5 separate regions of the Mus musculus genome follow, and all the other regions are linked to region 2. Evidence: chromatin contacts called from public HiChIP or PLAC-seq and promoter capture Hi-C data. All regions are on one chromosome and are shown on one strand. Each heading gives the region's core, a stretch centred on a gene start, on an enhancer-like site or on the middle of the called end of the contact. The rest is flanking DNA. Distances are from core to core; before and after follow the strand shown.

Region 1 (2,700 bases), core at 168-2,667, 290 kb before region 2:
AAAACCCCTTTCCTATAGGGAATGGTAACAATCACAGTGGGGGCAACGTCTTTCCACTAATTAAGCCCCCACAGATGTGCCCATAGGCCAACTTAATTTAAAGTCACTGAGCTTCCCTTTCTAGGTGACTATTTTGTGTCAAGTTAACAAAGTTAACTTTGTTTAAGAGAAAAATCTTTTGAGACCAGCTCATTTTATAGCTCAGGCTGGCCTCAAACTTACACTGACCTTCCTGCCTCAGCCTCCTCAGTTGTGAGATTAGACAGTGACACGTTTATAAAAAGATAAGGAGCCGGGCAGTGGTGGCGCACGCCTTTGGTCCTACCACTTGGGAGGCAGAGGCAGGTGGATTTCTGAGTTTGAGGCCAGCCTGGTCTACAGAGTGAGTTCCAGGACAGCCAGCACTGTCTCCAAAACAAAACAAAACAGAGGCAAGGGAGCCTTTTCTTAGAAACTCACTAGCTGCTGTCAACAGCTGGGAAATCTGGACAGTTGGCCCTACACAGACCTAACCACTTTGCCATTGTAGCCGGAAGGATCCCAGTCAGTATCTAAGGTTGCATAGGATCTGGAACCGTGGCGGTTCCTGGCTATCTCCTACAAAAACCTGACAAGGACCAGCCCTGGAAAAACCCCTAACTCAAGATTTCTAATTTGAGAGAGCAAGGACCCCAGGCAGCTAATTGCTAATACAGGCACAAGAAGCACCAAATGGGATACTTTCCCAGAACAGATCCTAGTACTGAAATTATCTTCTGCTAGGGATTACGTAGCTAAGAAGGCCAGTGTCCTCCCATCTGTGCTAACAAATGTGCCGGTGGAAGGTAATATGGAGCCACTGAGAAGCAAAGAAACGCAGCGAGGTATGGAAGACAGAAACCGAACAGTGCTCTAAAGAGCTGGCAGGGGCGTCTGTCACCAGGTGCCCCCAAACCTGCAAACTATAGATTCATTTATTAGTTCCCTTTGCCCAAGCCTGCTTGACTCAGACTTCTGTCACTGAAGAGGACCTAACAAATGCACTAGAAAAAAAAATTTAGCCCCTCTGCAAAGTCAGAGACTGATCCAAAGCTGCCTTTTCATCGCAGAGTCCTGCACCCTCCGGTTCCTGGATGTCTGAAACCAGGTTTAAAAGGTGGCAGCAAACACTCTGGACACCAGGATCACCGGCTGCCGAGCTTCGCTTCAAATTATGCGTGCTGGTCGCGTGGTTCTGACTCCTGGCAAAGCAAACACGCAATAGGCAGCCGGAAAAGTCCTTGCAAGGATCTGGTGGTGGTGGTGATGATGATGGGAAGGGGGGGAGGGTGCATCTGCACCAGCTTAAGGGGTGCCTAATACTGTGGCCCACAATGCCTCGCGCTGAAACCGGCCCCGCCCCCTTCAGCCAGGTTCTCAGCCTCGGAAGGGTTTTAACGACTTCCGCTTTTCCGGCGGTGGCCCCGGCACGAGAAGTGACTGAGACTGCTGGCGGCATGCGGGGACCGGGAGTAGGTTCGGGGTTCTCTGGTGAGCGAGGGTTGCTAGAGCAGGAGGCTGGCGCGGACACGGAGGCGGTGGAACTGCTGCCCTTCCTGGTGCTCGGAGCGCGAGCCGACCTGCAGGCGGCCGCGGCGCAGCACGTGCTGGCGCTGACTGGTGCGGGCTCGGGCCGCACGCTGTTGGCCGGACAGCCAGAGTTGTTGCGGGCCTTGGTCGACCTTGCGGTGGCCCCGGCCCCAGCTCCTTCCCGCGATGCCTCCCGCGCGCTCGTGAACTTGGCTGCTGATCCCAATGTGCACTGGCAGCTGCTGGCGGCTGACCCGGAGCTGCCCGCCCGCCTGCTGCGCTGCGTGTTGGACCCTCAGTGGCCCTGGGCTGAAGAGGCGGCTGCAGTGCTGGCCAACCTGAGTCGCGAGCCGGCTCCGTGTGCTGCGTTAATGGAGAAGCTGATGGCCGCTGAGCCGGAGCGGTTGGGTCTGGAGCGACTTGTCAACGCGCTGTGCACGCCGAGCTACAACGCGGCCGCACCCCTGCATTACCTGGGGCCGCTGCTCTCCAACCTTAGCCAGCAGGCGGAGGTGCGTGCTTTTCTCCTGGACCCAGACAGGTGAAACCCAGTCGCCTGCGCGGGCGGGAAGGTGGGGAAGTGGAAGTGAACAAGGACAGCAGTGAATATCTTCTTTCAACAGGTGCGTGGTCCAACGGCTGCTGCCTCTTACCCAGTACACAGATTCTTCGGTGCGCAGGGGCGGGGTGGTGGGAACACTTCGGAATTGCTGTTTTGAGCATCGTGAGTGACAAGGAGGGGGTGGTGCCATTGCCAAGGTGGGGATTGGACCCTAGGGAACCCAACGGACCATTATTCTGATCTCCTTCCTTGTCCGCACCTCCAGGACATCACAAGTGGTTACTTGGGGCCCAAGTCGACATTCTCCCCTTTTTGCTACTGCCCTTGGCTGGGCCTGAAGAGTTTTCCGAGGAAGAAATGGACCGTGAGTGACTTGGGTGGTTGCCTCAGGGCTGTCTGGTGCTAGAGGGAAGACTACAAGAGGGAGATGGAGAGGTGTGCAGGTCTGGAGTCCCTCAGTCCGGCAGCCTTTAAGGAGGGGGTCGTTACAGACACACACAAGGCTCACCCAGGCAGAGCAGGGCTTGGGTGTTCAGCACAGGGACCAATAGTCTCCCACCCTCACTCCTAGAGCTGCCTGTTGACCTGCA
Region 2 (2,700 bases), core at 159-2,658:
CTCCTGAAAGTACAAAGAAAGCTGACAAGAGACTCTGCTCTGTTTTTCAAAGAGGCTGGGAACTGAGGCAGAAAGACCAGGGGAAGGTGGACAGACATTTCCCACTGAACCAGAGGTCTGCTCTCTTTTACCTGGAAGAGGACATGTTAGACCCACACAGACCAGGACTCTGAGACTGACTGGCATGCTGGGTCTTCAAGTGGGAAGGCAGGACAAAGTTCCTGGATACTGGCAACCTTGGAAGCCAGCTTGGTATGGGTGAGGTGGCCCCGAATAGAAATACTGGCTAGGCTGGGGCAGGAGAAAGTACCCTGACAGTAAAGTTTGTTGCGGATTGCTTCCTCCAGATCAGAACTGAGAAGGGATGAGAGGCCCTCCTTTCTTCCAGGTCTTCAGAAGGACACAGGACTGACTCCCCAGGGCACAAAAGAAGATTTACTTAGTTGTTCAGATATGGAAGGACACTTTTGGGGGTGTGGCTGCCAGAATTGGAGCCCTGTCTCCAGGAAAGAAGTTTCTTCACCCAGGGGTCTAGAAGTGAGGGACAGTATTGATGAGCAGTAGAAAAGGGTGGGTACCTGTTCACAGATCTCTACATGGTCAGCTGAAAAGAATGTGGAATCTATCAAGGAGGCACCCTGGAGGAACCAGAAGGTGAAGAGATCTACGGAGGAGAATGGAAATTCAGACTGGGGAGTAAAGGGTACCATCGAACACAGAAAATGAGATTCAGAGCAAGAAAGGATAAGGAGCCTCGAGAGACAGGAGCGGGGTTTCGTAGACCTGGAAGGTGGATGTTTGGATAGGAAGGATTCCCGGCCACCGGCCACAGGCCTCCAGGCAACGCGGCGCCGGGCCGGGCCGGCGGCCCTACCTGGTACACGGAAGCCTTGGGCAGGTCCAGGCACACGGTGCAGCACAGCACCGAGTAGAGACGCTCCTCCAGCTTTCCACTGCCCGCTGCCACTGCCGCCGCCGCCGCCTCGGCTGCCTCGGCCGCCCGCAGCCGCTTCTTGGGCGGCGCGTCGGGGTCGCCGGCCGCCTCTTGCAGCTGCCGAGCGCCGGCCAGGGCCGCCTCGTCCGGGATCCCGGGCCCCGCCGCCTCGCCCAGAGCCGCCGCAGCCGGCCCCGCGGCAGCCCCAGGCCCGGCCCCTACCCCGACCCCGGCCGGCACGGCACCCGCGGGCCCTGCAGCCGGGCCACCCCCGCCGGCCTCCTCGGCGCCGGACATCACGGCCGGCCGGCCCGGCGGGCGGGTGCCGGCGCGCTCGCCGGCTGGAAGTTAGGGTCGCCGCGCGCCCTTGCCGGCTTCTCACTGCCGCGGCGACCCCGCAGCCTGCCCACCGTGCAGCTGCCTCAGTGGGCCTGGCCCGCCCGTCGGCCCGCAGCCGCCCCGGCCACCAACCCCGGCGCGGCCGCCATCTTTGTTTTCGCTGCGGACCCCCCCCCCACGCCACCGCCCCCTCGCCCTCCTGATCACGTGGGCCTCGCGCAAGCCAATGGAAGCGCCGCGAGGGCCAAGACGACGCGGCGGCCACCTCCAATGGACGAGCGAGGACGCCAGAGAGCCCACCCACCCTCGAAGGTGAACAGAAGGGGGTGGGGTCCAGGAGGGGATCCGGAGAAGGGCGGGGGGTGGGGGGATTTGGGGAGTCCGCCCTTGGAGAGGTACCATCAGCTTCGGGGTCTGGAGAGGCCCCCAGACTTCAGACTCCTCGAGAGTGCAAAGCGCCCCTAAGCCTCCCATGTCGCGCTCGCGCGCGGGGGGTGGGGGGGGATGCCTGTGCCAATGTGTACAGAAATTCGGGCTTGTGTGTGCAAGGCTCTGGCCTAGCTGACCGGAGTATTAGAGCAGGATCTTGAAAAACGCACCTACCACCACTCTTGCGCGACGGTATAAAGGTCAACAAGATGCAAGTACAGGAACAGCGAAGGATTATTGGGTTCACTCCCTAACCCACCTCTTTCGTCCCAACCTCAGAGTTGGAGAAAGAAAGAGTTGGAGTAGAAGAAAGAAAGAGTTGGAATAGAAGAAAGAGGGGGTTTTAAGTTATAAGGTATGTCTTGCACAGACAAGAGGGTGTCAAACAGGTAGTAATCAAGTCAGTCCAGAGAGATGTGCAATTTCTGGGAATCGCTGAGGGTATAGCACTCTTCTGCCCTTTATGAAAACAGCCATCAGTTTGTGAAGGTCATTGCCCCAGAGGGCCACCTGCCAGGTCCACCAAGGATATATGCAAATTTACTGTGTCCCAGGAAACCAAGGCCCAAAACTCTCTTCTCACGGGAAGTTGGTTTTTTTTTTTCTCTTTTCTTTTTTAAAAATGTTTTTCTTTCTTCTTTTTCTTTTCTTTCTTTCTTTTTTTGATACAGGGTCTCACTATATGTTGCACTGGCCATTCTGGAACTCACTATGTAGGCCAGCCTGGCCACCCACAACTCACAGAGATCTGCTTGTCTCTGCCTCCCAACTGGAATTAAAGACCTGCACCACCATGCCTGGCACTCTGGGGGTTCTCTTGGCAAGTCTACCAGGATGCCAAAGTGAATAATACCTTCTGCTACTTACAGCCCATCCCCCACTCCTTTACTCAGGGAAATCACCTTACAGGCCTTAGGAAGCTAGCTCAAGAATAAACAAATTCCATACTCCTGTATATTCCTTACGTTTATTGGAAATCAGGTCTCTGACTCACAACC
Region 3 (2,700 bases), core at 122-2,621, 310 kb before region 2:
AACAATGCCCCTTGTCACATGCCTCTCCTGCTTCATCTCGACCTGCCATGGTGGGAACTCTCACTGCGCCGCTGATTCCAGGCCAGGCTTCAGCCATCACAGAGATTTGTCGTGGCACACTGAGTGTGACGCTCTTCACAGGTACACAAACTGCTCGCTTGTCTCCTGAGCCAGCAGTCAGCTCTCACCTGCCTTGGAAGAACCTTGTCATCACCCCACCACCACCCAAATCCCTGTACCCCTCATACTGGCAGAATTAGTCTGCTTTCTGCTTTTGTGTACTCGCCCACTTAGGTGAACGGAATCATATACATGTGGTCTTTTTTTTTTTTTTGGCTTTTTCGAGACAGTTTCTCTGTATAGCCCTGAACTCACTTTGTAGACCAGGCTGGCCTCGAACTCAGAAATCTGCCTGCCTCTGCCTCCCAAGTGCTGGGATTAAAGGCTTGAGCCACCACTCTCAGCTTTTTTTTTTTTTTTTTTTTTTTTTTTTTTTTTTTTTGTCTTTTGTGTCTGACTTCTACTTCATATGGTGAGCTCAAGGTTCATGCATGCTGGCACTTCTCCCATGCCTCACATCTCACACTAGAATGAAAAAGTTCACCCATATGGGTGTGCCATGCTTTGTCTATCCACTCACCAGCTGGTAGACATAGACGGGTTGTTTCTGTCTTGAGCTACTGAGAATAGTTTTGATGGGGGCTGGAGAAGTGGTTCAGTGGTTAAGAACACTGTCTGCTAAGTACAGAGGTCCTGAGTTCAATTCCCAGCAACCACATGGTGGCTCACAACCCTCTGTAATGGGATCTGATGCCCTCTTCTGGTGTGTCTGACAGCTACAGTGTCAGTGTCAATGTAGATTTTAAAAAAGGGCAGCACCAAGTGCCACAGTGATCAGTCCCTTACATCCAGAGGGAGCTGCAGCTTATCTTTGTAATGGACGGGTACCCCCACTTAGATATGCTCTCATTAAGAAAATTGAATTATGGACTTTATATGAGGGTTTAAAAGAAAGTTAGTCAGGGGAAGTTTCTATGCTGGGTCGCCTGTGGAGCAGGGGAGAGCTGCTGTTAATCCCACACAGGCCATGGATGAGCAAGCTCTCAGAAGACTATCCAGTGGCTCAACTGGAGGGCGTGATTCGCGGGGCCGAGGTGAAGGAACTGGGGATATAGTAGAGAAGCCAGAAAAACAAACAAACAAACAAAGCAGATGTTGTCATTGTAATTAGAGTTGCGGCCAGGCTCAACCCGGACTAGAGGAGCCGGGCAAGGGACAGTCCTGGTCCACTGATGGACAGCTCCCTACCCAGCTCCGCCTAGGTCCGCCCACTGTGTTGCTCTCGCGTGGTCTGAGCTCTCGTCGGCCCGCAGGGGCCGACGGGAACGGCGGCCGCACTAAAGGGGGCCGACATGGCGGCGGCGGCGGCTTCGCTTCGCCGGACGGTACTGGGCCCGCGGGGCGTGGGGCTTCCAGGTGCAAGTGCTCCGGGTCTGCTGGGCGGCGCGCGGTCCCGGCAGCTTCCATTGCGGACACCGCAGGTGAGTCCTGGCGCGGGCCCCGACCATCGCGCGCCCCTCAGCCCTGAAGGTCACGGCGGGGAGGCTCCGGGCGCGCGCCGGCATCGGTCTCCTGCGTTCCTCCTACAACTCGACGGGGTCCCCGCCGCCGGGCCGGCACACCCAGAAAGCCGGTCTGGGTGCCCACGCCTTGGAGTGGCAGGGCATTGTTGCTCTGAGCCCAGGGTCCCACTGTGATGGGGTCGGGACGGGAGATTGCAGCGAAGGGCTCGCCCGGAGCGACTGCCGAAGCCGGCTGTCCGGACCTGGCGGATACCCTGCAGTGACCCCAGCCTGACCTCAGCGGCCTGCAGGTGACCTTGGTCCGCTGCAGTACTCTGGGTCACTTAGGCTTGTCTCCTGGGTTAAGTTCCACGAGCATTCTCCATTTGCCCTCCAGAGCCGAGCCGTGGCCGAGGAGTTGGCTGCAGTAAGGGATCCAGCAGGCATTGGGCACGGTGTGTGCCTTGGGCGCTCTGCGTGCGGTGGTGGCCAGTGCGGGGTGGAGGTGGAGCGGAAGACATGGGCGTTCATTCAGATCCCCAGGTGGGCTGCTGGGGTCTTGGCAGGTGCTGAGCGGGGCTCTTGCAGGCAGTGTCCTTGTCCTCGAAGTCTGGCCCTTCTCGAGGCCGAAAGGTGATGCTGTCAGCGTTGGGCATGCTGGCCGCGGGGGGTGCAGGGCTAGCTGTGGCCCTTCATTCTGCCGTGAGTGCCAGTGACCTGGAGCTGCACCCCCCCAGCTACCCATGGTCTCATCGTGGCCTCCTCTCCTCCTTGGACCACACCAGGTGGGTGTGTTGCGGCGGGGCTGGGGGTGGAAGTTCCCGGGTGAATTCGAATCTTCAGTTCCTCTAATTCTTTATCTCTTTAGCATTCGGAGGGGTTTCCAGGTATACAAGCAGGTGTGCTCTTCCTGCCACAGCATGGATTATGTGGCGTACCGCCACCTGGTGGGAGTGTGCTACACGGAGGAAGAAGCCAAGGCGCTGGCTGAGGAGGTTCGGAGGGTGGGGGGGTGGGCACGAAAGAAGGTGGAGGATACAGGGATTGTGGTTTCAACTGTGAGGGACTAAAAGGTTGTGATGGGGTTCTTGGTGGCAGGTGGAGGTCCAGGATGGCCCTAATGATGATGGGGAGATGT
Region 4 (2,700 bases), core at 172-2,671, 410 kb before region 2:
CCCTGAATGTGTGTAGCACCATGTCTCTGGACTGTACATGAAAGCTAACCCAGAGCAGGCAAGCAAGCAGCATGGTTTCCTGTTCTTGGCTGTATATGTGAAATGTCTAGCACCTCGAGTCCTTGCCTTGACCTGACAGAAATTCCAGAACTGTGACCTGGAATCGTGAGCCACATGCAACCTTCTTCCCCGGTGCTGCTTTTTAAAAATCAGGGTGTTCTTTACAGCAACAGAACACATCTAGACTTTGTTGGTAAGCATGGCGGGCACGTTTAGCCCAGGAACATGTGCAGAAGCTATGGGCCAAGGACACATCTACACTAGGTCCAGCTGTTAAGCAGCACTATATGGATACAGGAGAGGACCCTTTCCCAAGCTTACTATACGGTCTCAGAGTGGCCATACACCAAGAACCAGGAGAGAACCGGATGTCCTCAAGACACTGAGGACCAGGAGACCACCCAAGGGAAAATTTCCTCAAGAAGCACTCCCCTTCCCTTCTCCCCGCCCCACCCCCCAGAAGTGAAGCAGGGAGTTGGCCTCACCCTCTATGTCCTGACAAGATTATTTTGAGGATCTGAGGTTAAGTGACAAGAGTATGGAGAGAATGGGACAATTAAACGATTAAGTCTCTTGATCTGGACTAGGTGTGGATAAAATGAATGTTGTGGCTTTTGTTGTTGTTTGTCAGGACAGGGTCTCACTATGCAGTGCTGGCTTGGCTGTCCTGGAACTCGCTCTGTAGATCAGGCTGGCCTCAAACTCAAGAGATCCACCCGCCTCTGCCTCAAGGCATGTGCCACTACCACCCAGCTGTGAATGCTGTGTCTTAAAGCAAGCAAGTGTCTGGGTGTCGTGGTTCGTGTTGTAAGTGTAGTTGGAAAGCTAAGGCAGGAGGACTGCCCCATGTCTGAGGTAAGCCTGTGTTGCATAGTGAGTTCCAAGCCAGCTGTGGTTACTGACTGAGACCTTGTCTCAAAATGAAAGGCCAAGAAGGACTCTCCAAGAGTCCTTGGAGGCTTCAGTAAATCCTGGATTTAGGAATCGATATTGAATTCATCAATAGAGAGCTACATAAGCTAAAGAGAGTCTTGCCTCCCGAAGTCGTTAGCACCCACGCCAGAACCCAACCATCTCTGATCAGAAAGCGCAGGGCTTCAGGACTCTGACTTAGGACGCCTACAGACAATAGCAGACTGCCTAGGCAAGCTGGACCAAGCAGTTTCTGTAGGCTCAGAAGCTCCGGGACAGGTGACAACATTCGCCTTACATCAAGGCCCCGCCCCGCCCCGCCCCGCCCAAGACCCCACCCCACCACAAGGCCCCGCCCCATCACAAGGCCCCGCCCCATCATAAGGCCCGCCCAGTCACAAGGCTCTTCTGCGTCTCCCCAGCGGCAGGCGCAGGCCCAAGCAATCCGGCCGCCCAGCGGGTGCAGGTGCGGACGCACCGGCCATCACCGCGCGCGGCTGCGCAGCGGGCACCGTAAGCACCGGTCTCTGGCTCCCGGGAGCGGTGAGTCCCCCCCGACCAATCCCAAGAGTGTACCGCCGCCGTAGCCCCCCTGTCAGTCGGCCGTCCCTTCCCTGTGTTACTGAGCGCGACCGCCTCGGGTCAGTTGGTTCGGTCAGGACTCGCGGCCCGCTCACCCAGACTGGTGGCATCATTGGGGGTGGGGAGCTCTGGCGGCCCTGAGCAAGAGGGAGAGGGCGGCGCTCTGTAGCGGCCCAGACCCGAAGCCCAGCGACCCCCAACCCGACAAGACGACCAATCCACCCTCGGGGCGCATTCTGTGGCCACCGCCCCCTCCTCCGTCGTCCCCATCCCTGCTTTGTTCCCTTGAACGCCCTCTGGTCGCTTCCATCCCCCACACACCCCCGCACCCCTCTGTTCCTGGCGTACCCTACTAGCAGACACCTTAGCAGCCAATACAGGCCTGCATTCAGTACCCGGAGCTAGGGACATTCAGCCCTGTGCTTAAGAGGAGGGTCAGGGTTCCCGCTGGTCACAGATGGCCTGGGGATTTCCTCGGATAGAAATAGCCGCTAGCGCTGGCCCCTTCAAGCTGCTTAATAGGAGGGATAGGACGGGGAGAGCCAGGGCACACCCCCACACCTCTTTAGCCACTGCGCTGTGCCTCTAGACTCTTCGTTGCTGAGCTCTGACCCGAAAGACCCGCAGCGGTGAGAAGGCATCTCCCAAGCTCCAAGCTGAGGCTGACAGCCATCACTCTTCCTCCCATCCCCCACCCCAGGTCGAGCTAGAGGAGCCCCTTCCAAGGGGTCCACATCGGTCTCCCGTGCCCCACCCAACGCCTCCTTGTTCTGTGACTCCCTACAGCCCTGTACAAAGGTCATGGCCAGTTGTTTTTGTTGTTGTTGTTGTTTTCTTCCTTGGTCCGCAGCAGGTATGGCTGTCACTGGTTTCAGTCTCTCAGAGCTAACTGTTCTCTCTTTCTCCTCTAGGGGCAGCCACAGAACCCGAGGCCATGTCCCATGAAAAGAGTTTCTTGGTGTCTGGGGACAGTTATCCTCCCCAAAACATTGTGGGGCCCCAAGCCCCTATGCCTCCCTATGTTCAGGCTCCCTACCCTGGGGCCCCATACCCACAGGCCCCTTTCCAGCCCTCTCCCTATGGTCAGCCAGGATATCCCCATGGTCCCAGCCCCTATCCACAGGGTGGTTACCCTCAAGGGCCCTA
Region 5 (2,700 bases), core at 126-2,625, 360 kb before region 2:
GACCAGAGAATGAAAAACATGGGTTGGGGGGGATAGGGCGAGGGATTGTGGGAGGGGGGACCAGGAGCAGGGGGCATCTATGGGGATGTAAAATGAATAAATAAATGAAAAAAAAGGAACATGGGTTGGAAAAATTGGGGCCCTTGTGGGAGGGGGGTATTGAAATCAATGGGTAGGCTGAGATTGGAAACATCGTGGTGTTTCTAGAAGAGTGGAGACCAAAATGGGGTTGGTTCATGAGAAGGGCAGTGTGGAAAAGCCTGGAGTAGTTTCTGGCTTGCCTGAAGTTGCAGGCGCTAGGGCAGTGACAAGGCAGAAAGGAATAAAAGAACTAGGGACTTAGAAAACCAGTTCTTGCCAGTCAAGGAACAGCAGAGCCTTGGGGGGGGGGGGGCGGATTCAAACAGGAATCTATCAGTACCAATACAACTTCCGGTTAGAAAGAGGCATGGTTCTCCAGCTGGGATACCTCGCCCCACCCCCACCCCCACCCCCACCTGCCCTGCAGAGTTCAATGCCTTCTGCCCAGACTGCCCAGCTCATCAACAGTTGCCTTCATCCAAAGTCTCCAGGACTATCCTGGCAAGCCGGCTGAAGATCGCCAGCCAAGACAAACCTGATGGGTTACTTAAGAGACACTGATGGTCGATGTCAGGGTGTTTGCTGGCTCACAGCTGGAGTTAAGGAGTCAGACTTCCAAGGGGAGCCAAGAAAAGTCTGTGAAAGCCCAAGGGATCATTGTCAAGAAACTAAAGTCAAGAGGGGCGGTGCTGGTACATGTCTTTAATCCCAGCAATCCGGAGGCAGAGGCAGGCAGATCTCTGTGAGTTCGAGGCCAGCCTGGTCTACAGAGCAAGTTCCAGGACAGCCAGAGTCACAGAGAAACCCTGCCCCGAGAAACAAAACAAAACAAACAAAAATAAAACACAGAATTAAAAGAACTTAAGTCTGTTACAGGGCTCATAGAATGGAGGATTTCCTTTTACCTGTCTGGGCAAGCTGCCTCAGGTGTAGAACTAACGGTCCCTCCCCGGGTTTGAAGTCTCAGCCTCTGCAAGCCATCGGTGCTGAGTCTCTGCACTAAGCCAGGCACCGGATTGAGAGGCTGTGGTGAACCTACCTGGCTGTGAGTAGTCAGGCTGTAAAGTGTATTGGAGGGGTGGGGGAGGGGAGAGTAGGCAGGGCCCTAAGTTTTTCTCCGAAGCACTAAGTGGACCCCCGCAAGTACAAGGAGGAAATAGGGCAGGGCTGTAAAGCTCGGATTTCTTTTACGGGTTTTTTTTTTTTTTTAAATTGTTGTTCGTTTCCAACCGCCACAGAAGTTCTGAGTGGGTGGGGCCAGTGGCCAGCACTCAGGCTCGCGGGACGTCCGGGCATTACTAGCGGCGCGCACAGGTTGTGCCACCTGGTCTTGACCTCCGCCGCCGCTGGAAACCAATGAGTCTCCCTGACATTTCGCGGCGAAGGAGCCCAGTGCCCCAAGAGGACTGGCCCCTGACACCCAACGCCCTGAGGCCTTCACCTTTCCCGAACCCAGTGCTGCAAGCCCTCTACAGTTTATCCCGCGTGCTGCTTTTCCCGACTTACTGGTCCCTGGACCAGTTGCTGGGCTGCTGGGCACCAAGCGTCCGATCCAAAAGCTTGGGGTGGTTCAAAGTCCTGGCAGGAAGTGGGGTGTTGCTACCACTGGTGGTGGTCGGCCTACCCTTAGCGTTGGTCGGCCTTGCGCTCTGGCTGCCCCTCCAGGTCTGGCGCCGCCCCTTCTGCTATCAGCCCCCTCCGGCATGCTGGGTGTGGCCACAGCCCTGGCATCCGCCTGCTGAGCGCCGGCGCTGCTTTGTCTTTCTCACTGCTAATCTGTGCCTATTGCCCCACGGGCTGGCTCATTTTAACAACCTGTCGCACAGCCTGCAGCGCGCCGAGGCTGTAGGGGCCGCACTGCTAGATAGCCTTCAATCGTCACAGTATAGGGTTTCCGAATGCAGTCAGCCGCCGCCTAGGGTGCCTGGTGGTGAGCTGAAGGCCACATTACCTATGGGCTTGGACTTCGTGTGTCTGCAGGAAGTGTTCGACCTCCGCGCAGCTCGTCGTCTTGTGCGTGTCTTGGTACCAAATCTGGGCCCGGTGATATATGATGTGGGCACATTTGGCTTAATGGCTGGGCCGTACATCAAGGTACTGGGCAGTGGGCTTCTACTGGCCTCGCGCTACCCGTTGCTGCGTGCCACCTTCCGTTGCTTTCCTAACGCTCGTCGCGAGGACGCCATGGCCTCCAAAGGTCTACTATCAGTCCAGGTACTAACCCAGGCTGCAGTGAGCCCTAGCGGGGAGAGCGTAAGCAATAGATTTAACCAGGAGAGCAAGAAGACCTGGAACTGTGGGTGGTGTTGCAGGCGCAGCTAGGCATCGTGGACGGGCACCCCATCGTGGGATACCTTCATTGTACACATTTGCATGCACCCGTTGGTGAGCCCTGCAGGAGGGTTTGAAATGTGGGTAGGTAGCCCCTCTTCTCTCCTTCGAAGGCAGTAGGTCCCTTAACCTTACCAACACGTCTGTCCCCACATCCCAATGTTCTCTGCCCCAGACATCCCAAGAAATGCCTTGGGTGGTTTACAGATCAGGACCCACAGGGTGAGGTCTTAGATCCCTACTCTGGGCTAAGCCAACTTCATCTCTCCTCTCAGAGGATGGACATAT

What was found. HiChIP or PLAC-seq counts read pairs in DNA pulled down with a chosen protein or histone mark. Capture Hi-C pulls out chosen DNA fragments and counts their contacts.
Region 1: a promoter capture Hi-C map of liver shows a contact between it and region 2. The contact joins the promoter of Hgh1 here to the promoter of Cyhr1 in region 2. A contact is called at or near these places in 13 of 39 promoter capture datasets (the C10 cell line, the SN4741 cell line, cranial neural crest and 8 more), 7 of 484 Hi-C or Micro-C datasets (B cells, embryonic stem cells, erythroblasts and 4 more), 7 of 115 datasets of contacts at active chromatin or transcription factors (the SCID.adh cell line, bone marrow-derived macrophages, embryonic stem cells and 3 more) and 3 of 9 other capture datasets (adipose tissue, liver and pancreatic islet).
Region 3: a contact with region 2 is called in a promoter capture Hi-C map of liver. The contact joins the promoter of Cyc1 here to the promoter of Cyhr1 in region 2. A contact is called at or near these places in 4 of 39 promoter capture datasets (erythroid cells, fetal liver and liver), 5 of 484 Hi-C or Micro-C datasets (B cells, embryonic stem cells, erythroblasts and 2 more), 5 of 115 datasets of contacts at active chromatin or transcription factors (the 230-238 cell line, the SCID.adh cell line, bone marrow-derived macrophages and 1 more) and 2 of 9 other capture datasets (adipose tissue and liver).
Region 4: a contact with region 2 is called in a FOXA1 HiChIP or PLAC-seq map of pancreatic cancer cells. The contact joins the promoter of Grina here to the promoter of Cyhr1 in region 2. A contact is called at or near these places in 2 of 39 promoter capture datasets (cranial neural crest and neural stem cells), 1 of 484 Hi-C or Micro-C datasets (pre-pro-B cells), 4 of 115 datasets of contacts at active chromatin or transcription factors (effector CD8 T cells, pancreatic cancer cells, pro-B cells and 1 more) and 1 of 9 other capture datasets (liver).
Region 5: an HNF4G HiChIP or PLAC-seq map of pancreatic cancer cells shows a contact between it and region 2. The contact joins the promoter of Smpd5 here to the promoter of Cyhr1 in region 2. A contact is called at or near these places in 2 of 39 promoter capture datasets (liver and pre-B cells) and 3 of 115 datasets of contacts at active chromatin or transcription factors (embryonic stem cells, microglia and pancreatic cancer cells).

What each region holds. Positions count from the first base shown.
Region 1 is chr15:76,367,481-76,370,180 of GRCm38.p6, forward strand. Hgh1 (HGH1 homolog) reads left to right here and starts at 1,418. Exons shown (of 6, transcript NM_021555.2): 1 at 1,418-2,089; 2 at 2,172-2,272; 3 at 2,376-2,474; 4 at 2,682-2,700. The coding sequence starts at 1,476.
Region 2 is chr15:76,655,486-76,658,185 of GRCm38.p6, forward strand. Cyhr1 (cysteine and histidine rich 1) reads right to left here and starts at 1,409. Exons shown (of 4, transcript NM_001357882.1): 1 at 875-1,409. The coding sequence starts at 1,231.
Region 3 is chr15:76,342,152-76,344,851 of GRCm38.p6, forward strand. Cyc1 (cytochrome c-1) reads left to right here and starts at 1,372. Exons shown (of 7, transcript NM_025567.3): 1 at 1,372-1,541; 2 at 2,151-2,347; 3 at 2,431-2,557; 4 at 2,661-2,700. The coding sequence starts at 1,413.
Region 4 is chr15:76,245,386-76,248,085 of GRCm38.p6, forward strand. Grina (glutamate receptor, ionotropic, N-methyl D-aspartate-associated protein 1 (glutamate binding)) reads left to right here and starts at 1,422. Exons shown (of 7, transcript NM_023168.3): 1 at 1,422-1,515; 2 at 2,466-2,700. The coding sequence starts at 2,489.
Region 5 is chr15:76,292,997-76,295,696 of GRCm38.p6, forward strand. It overlaps Smpd5 (sphingomyelin phosphodiesterase 5), which reads left to right and starts at 1,376. Exons shown (of 7, transcript NM_001195537.2): 1 at 1,376-2,295; 2 at 2,394-2,466; 3 at 2,688-2,700. The coding sequence starts at 1,438.